2 separate regions of the Sus scrofa genome follow, and region 1 is linked to region 2. The links are chromatin contacts, called in public HiChIP or PLAC-seq maps. All regions are on one chromosome and are shown on one strand. The core of a region is the stretch at or near the end of the contact, and the rest is flanking DNA. Distances in the headings are between cores, read along the strand shown. Region 1 overlaps LOC106507304 (a long non-coding RNA gene). Region 2 holds the start of PIK3R2 (phosphatidylinositol 3-kinase regulatory subunit beta).

Region 1 (2,732 bases), core at 198-2,697, 110 kb after region 2:
GGAAGTTGGCATGTGAGAAACATGGTCCCCTGTACCTGTTTGGGTGATGCTAGGCTCCTGAGAGGCCTCAGCCCTGGCCAGTCTAGAGCAGACAGACATGGCCAGACAAAAAGTGCCCTCAGCCCCTGAGATCAGAACTGGTCAGAGAAAAGGGGTACTGATGATGGGGTTTTGAAGGATGAGCAGAAGTTTGTGAGCAAGAAAAAGGCACCCTAGGAACGTAACCCACAGGAGGCCCCAGTTTGGCTCCACTTAGCCCTTGTGGCTTGGTGACCCTAGAGTGTCCTCGACCCTTAAGTGTTTCTCTCATTTAATAGGAGCAAGGATAAAGCCTCTGTGGGAGTTCCCGTCATGGCTCAGTGAAAACAAATCTGAGTAGTATCTGTGAGGAGGCTGGTTAGATCCCTGCCCTCACTCAGTAGGTTAAGGATCTGGTGTGGCCGTGAGCTGTGGTGTAGGTCATAGATGTGGCTCAGATCCTATGTTGCTATGGCTGTGGTGTAGGCCAGAGGCTACAGCTGTGATTCAACCCCTAGCCTAGGAATTTCCATATGCTGTGAGTGCAGCCCTAAAAAGACAAAAAAAAAAAAAAAAAAAAAAAAAAAAAAAAAAAAAAGGAATAATGTCTTTGGGAATCTGGCCAGCCCAGGTTTGAATCCAGGCCTTTCTACTCTCTGGGTGACTCTGGGTGAATGAGGCCACACCAAAACTGGCCTCAGTTTACAGGAGAATAAACTGAGGCTTATAGAGGAAGTTCCACTCATCCTTGGATGCACAGGGAAGTGGCCAAAGCTGGGACCTGTGGTCAGGACTCAAGAGAAGACAGAGAGGTAGTCAAGAAGCAGGAGAGGGGTGACTTGCTCAAGGCCAGTATCCTGGGGCCTGAGAGATGGTGAGGAGGGGAAGGAAGAGCAGTCAAGGGCAGTGGGTATAGCAGGTGCAAAGGCCCTGAGGTAGAAACATATGTGGCTGTCTCCAGGAACAGCAAGGAGGCAGGTTGGCCAGGGACTGATGTGTGAGGAGCAGATGGATGGAAAGGAGGGCAGGGCAGTCACAGGGACTGTGCAGGGCCTTTCGGACCAGGAGGAGCCATGCTGTATTTGGAGCAGGGAAGAGATGGAATCCAGAGGGACCACCAGCAGCTGAATCAAGGTTTACTTGGGGATTCAGAGGGCTGGGGGCTGCCATACAGCCTCCTACCTGCCAGCACATATTAGGCCATACCAGTCCATATCGGCAAAAGCCTGGACAGGTCAGAACACTCCAGGACAAGCCAGCTCTTGCCAGCATACACCGGTACCCACTGCCAACAGACACTGGTGCCTAACACCTAGACCCAGACATGCAAATGCGCCCACATGTGCTTCCTGTATTGACAGAGATGTGTTCCACATTCAAGTACATCTGCACATGTGCACAGCCCTCCGGGCCACTCCATAGACAAGGCGGACACGCCAACACGTAGGCAGAGGCTAGTGGCTCCACCTACTTCTAAGCCGCCTGCAAACACACATGTATGCACGCACACCGCCCCCCCCACCCCCGCAAGCCTGCGTCATGAGGAGGCTCAGGAAGTGCTTCTGGGGACTCCCTTGAGAGCTGGCTTCCTGTTTTCAAAGAGGCTGGGAACTGCTGATGGAAAGTTCTGGACAGGCCCAACCCCTCCCCCCCTGCCTCAGCATCCCCCTATCTAGCTCCACAGACTCTGTACCCCCTCTGTGCCCCAGTACTCCCCTTGTCCTACAGTGAGGTCTGGCTCCAAATGAGGAAAGTGAGGTTCAGAGAGGTGCAGCCACTAGCCCATGGTCACACAGTAGGAAAGAGGTGGTACTCGGTATCCACAGCCCGAGATCTAACCTGCCTCCTTCTGGAGCACTGTTCACAGAGTCCAGGATTCACAGATGAGGAATCACCCCCCTTCTGCCTGGACCATGGCCCAGATCCTCCTGGCTCCTGGGGCCACCCTCAAAGCAATTGCAGGTTCTCCTGCCCCATAATCCAATCTCCCCATTCACCACTCCCTCACCCATCCCATCCCTCTATGTCCCCAAAAGGAGGGTCACCCAGTCACAGATATTAATGTAGCTTCAGCATCTAACAAAGCAGACCTGGTTTTCATCCACTGGGAGCTGAGGTGGAGAACATCCACAAATAAAAAAACATATCTACAGCTGTCCTCTCTATGCTCTGGCTCCCACAGAGCCACAAGGATGGCTGAGGACATGCTTGGCTCTCTCTTGTCTGCTGGGGTTGCATAGGCTGTTCCCTTTGCTTGGAGTGCCCTTCTCCAGCTCCCTGGTGAACTCCTCTCCGTCCATCAAAGCCCCAACTCCAATGCCCTCTCCTCCCAGAAACACTTTCAGGACCCTCCAGCCCGCATCCTTCCCTCTGGCCCCACACTGACTTCACAGGGTGGGGATATTTGTGGACTCCACCACAAGGACCCTGGGACTCTGTTCTGCTGTCCTTTTGTGGTGGCAAAAATGATCCCTATCGGATTCCCACTGTGGTGCAACAGGATGGGTGGTGTCTCTGCAGCGCCAGGACACATGTTTGATCCCTGGCTCAGCACAGTGGGTTAAGGGATGAGATCTCAGCTGCATTTTCAATCTATGCCACAGCTGCAGCTTGGATCTGATCCCTGGCCTGGGGAACTCCAGATGCAATGGGGTGGCCAAAAAAAGAAGAAAAAAAGAGGGACCCAATCATCACCTCCAGGGAGTCCCCAAACT
Region 2 (2,919 bases), core at 14-2,513:
ATGAGAGGATGGGTAGGAGGCCCAGAGGACCTTGTCCCCATGGAGCCAGCAAGGGGTACATGGGGGTGGGGCATGGCTGCTGCCAAGGGGGAGGCTGCTGGAAGGGCAATGATCACCTCCCAAGAGCCCTCAGTCTCAGGCAGACACAGCCCAGCACAGACATCCAATCTCAGCCCTGCAGGTTGAGTTCTCCTGAGAGGTTGGGGATGGTGGTGGGGAGGGGTGGTGTTTTCTGGAGGGCGGGTCCTCACAGAGGACAGGAGGGGGTATTAGCCAGAGGGAACAGTACATGCAAAGGCTTGACTGCAAGAAATGCTTGCCAAGAGTTCAGGGTGCCTTAAGGAAGCCTCAGAACACGCAAGGCCTCGAGTGCCAGACAGAGAGTCAGGCTTTATTCTTCGATCACGCGGAGCGGCAAGAGGTATCTGAGCACGGAGCAAAAGCTCTACATTCCAACTTACCTGTTCCCTGGCCCCTGTGCCCCCACTGTACAGGTGGGGAAACTGAGGCCCAGCGAGAGGGACGTCCAAGAAACCTCCTGAATCCGTTTGTCTGCCCGCCTCCGCGCCCTGGCGTGCACACGTTTGCACATGCCCCGGTGAGCACGCCTGGGAACCAGCGCTCCTCGAACCTCGAATCCAAGAGGCGGGGTGGAGGGGACAGTCCTGGCTGGGGGCTTGGAGGCTGGACACAGGGCCTGCGTGCTCATGCGTGTGAAGACGCACTTTTGAGCCTGCGTGGACCCCGCAGACCAGTCCAGGGGCCGGAAGTGGAGTCGACCCTCTACTGTCTTGCACCCTACTATGCCCCACACAATGCCTGGGCGCCCCTCATTACTACTCGACGCCCTACTCCTGGCAGGGCCTCTCTCAATTCAGGGCCGCGGCTCCAACCCTTTATCTCTGCCTAGGGTCTCCCGTACTGCCCCCATCGTCTTGTCTCGGATGATGCACCGCAGCCAGATCGAGCCTGAGGCCTCCCGCTCCCTGCGGCCCCCTGTTCCCGCGGGGCCCGATGCAGCCCGGCTTGCGTTCTGGCTTCAACCGTGGCCCCACGCTCTGCTTGGGCGCCCTGCATTTAAGCGCACCCTTTGCCCGGCCTGCCACGCGGACCAGCCTGGACTTACCTGGTCGCGGCCGCCTCCGCCGCCGCCGCGGCAGCCGTCACGCCGAGCCGAGCCCGATCCGTGGCTACACCGCGGCCGCCGTCGCCGCAGCCGCGGGATCCCCGCCGCCGCCGCCGCCGCCGCCGCCGCCGCCGCCGCCGCCGCCGCGGTTCCGATCGGTCGGGCCCGCCTCCGGCGGAAACAGCCGAGTGTATTCGGGTAAGGCGGGTGAAACGAAGCGGAGGCGGAGGCTGGGGACACCCGAGTGCTTCCGGAAAGAGCCGAACGTACTCCCGCGGGACTGGAGGGTACGGGGGTGTTTGCCCCGGGATAACCGATCACTTCCGGAAATAACCGAGCACAATCGGGTCAGGTGAGCGACCCGAGCTCGGGTTGGCTAGGCTCGGCTGCTCTCAGAGAAGACCGAGCGATTCCGGAAATGGCCCGAGCGCGCTCTAGCTGGACTAGCCGAACAGGGGATGGGCCTGGAGACTTCGGAAAGTTTGTCAAGAACCAAGTGTGTTCGGTCCCAAATGAGGCCCTAGGAACTTAGATCCAAAGGCACCTTCCTGAAACTGTCGAAGCATGGACATCTCCAAAGGGCGGGTGAGGTGGCCCCAAATTCAAGAAACTGGAGGTGGCGGAGATGGGGGAAGGGGCTAGCCACAGAAACCTGAGCTTTTCAGGAAACAAGCTGATGGCCCAGAAGAAGCCGGGGTTGAAATCTGAGGTCTTCACGGTAGCCCAGAGGATCCGGGAACAGCTGAATCAACTCGCCGGTAGGGATAACTAACCCAGTGCCTGCCCAGATGCCCAGGCTGTTTCCGGAAATAGCCAAGACACTCGGAATCGGGAGGCGTGGCCAAGGGTTTCCGACCCTACGGGTTACTTCGGAGGTAACCGAAGGCACTCGGGCTGGTCTGGGTTCCGAAGGGGGTGAGGAGAATTGTAGGGGACAGCCCAAGCAAAGACTAATATAAAAAGGACACAGATGGTTTATTTATTGCCACAGCTTCGGGGCCCCAGACGAAGCCCTGAAGGACAGAGCCTCTGATGGGTACTCTGATGGGTACACGGAGAGGGCAGCTCAATGATGAACTCCCAGCAGCCTTCAAAACCCACTTCAAGTGACTTTGAGCCACGGGTCTGTTTTCATCCCGCCTCCACCCCACTCTTCCCTTACCCTTTTCTTGGCCCCTCACAAATCCAGACATTGGACCTCCTTTTTGTAAATGTGGGCTTTTATTCACTGTCAGCTCCGGGGTGGAAGGCGGGAGCAAGTCATGCACAGCCTTGGTCTAGCTCCAACACTAGGTGGTGCTGCATGGGTGTCTCCAGAAGGAATGCAGACTGGGCTGCAGTGCCTGGAAAGTGCCCTCACCACGTAGGACACAGAGATCTTGCTAACAACCCACAAATGGGAGAAAGGGAGGCTCTGAGGTGCCCAGTGGGTCACTTAGCATCACAGGGGAGAGAGCTGGAATCTGCTCTGACATTAGATCCAAGCTCCAGAGAGACAGAGCCTGGCTGCATGACTCTCACCAGGCAATCATGGGACAAATCTCTGCCTCTCCCCAGACCTTAGTTATTTGTCTGTAAAATGAGGATGAGAACACCACTTCTAGCCTTCTTAAGGCTGGCTGAGGGAGAAGCCACGAGTAAAAGCGCTTGGCATACAGTAGGTGCTTAATAAATAGTCATTGGGATTAGCTTTGTAAACACAAGGAAACCGAGGCACAGAGCTGGGAAGCCATTTTCCCAGAGCCAAATGTGAAGCCAAGATTCAAACTTTGGCCTCACTGACCCCTGGTTGG

Evidence for each region. HiChIP or PLAC-seq counts read pairs in DNA pulled down with a chosen protein or histone mark.
Region 1: an H3K27ac HiChIP or PLAC-seq map of alveolar macrophages shows a contact between it and region 2. The contact joins the enhancer-like site here to the promoter of PIK3R2 in region 2. A contact is called at or near these places in 2 of 5 promoter capture datasets (fetal liver and liver), 8 of 47 Hi-C or Micro-C datasets (blood, brain, embryonic fibroblasts and 4 more) and 2 of 2 datasets of contacts at active chromatin or transcription factors (alveolar macrophages and skeletal muscle).

What each region holds. Positions count from the first base shown.
Region 1 is chr2:59,763,069-59,765,800 of Sscrofa11.1, forward strand. The region is part of intron 3 of LOC106507304 (a long non-coding RNA gene); the gene reads left to right. Among named protein-coding and RNA genes, the nearest start is that of ARRDC2, 14 kb to the right of the region's middle. Within about 2 kb of position 1,448, at least 34 of the 83 cell types and tissues checked have an H3K27ac peak or open chromatin away from gene starts, as enhancers often do. A contact at or near this core is called in alveolar macrophages, fetal liver, liver and 2 more, where this site is marked.
Region 2 is chr2:59,650,812-59,653,730 of Sscrofa11.1, forward strand. It overlaps PIK3R2 (phosphatidylinositol 3-kinase regulatory subunit beta), which reads right to left and starts at 1,264. Exons shown (of 16, transcript XM_021083506.1): 1 at 1,127-1,264. MAST3 (microtubule-associated serine/threonine-protein kinase 3) reads right to left here. Exons shown (of 28, transcript XM_021083495.1): 28 at 2,089-2,919.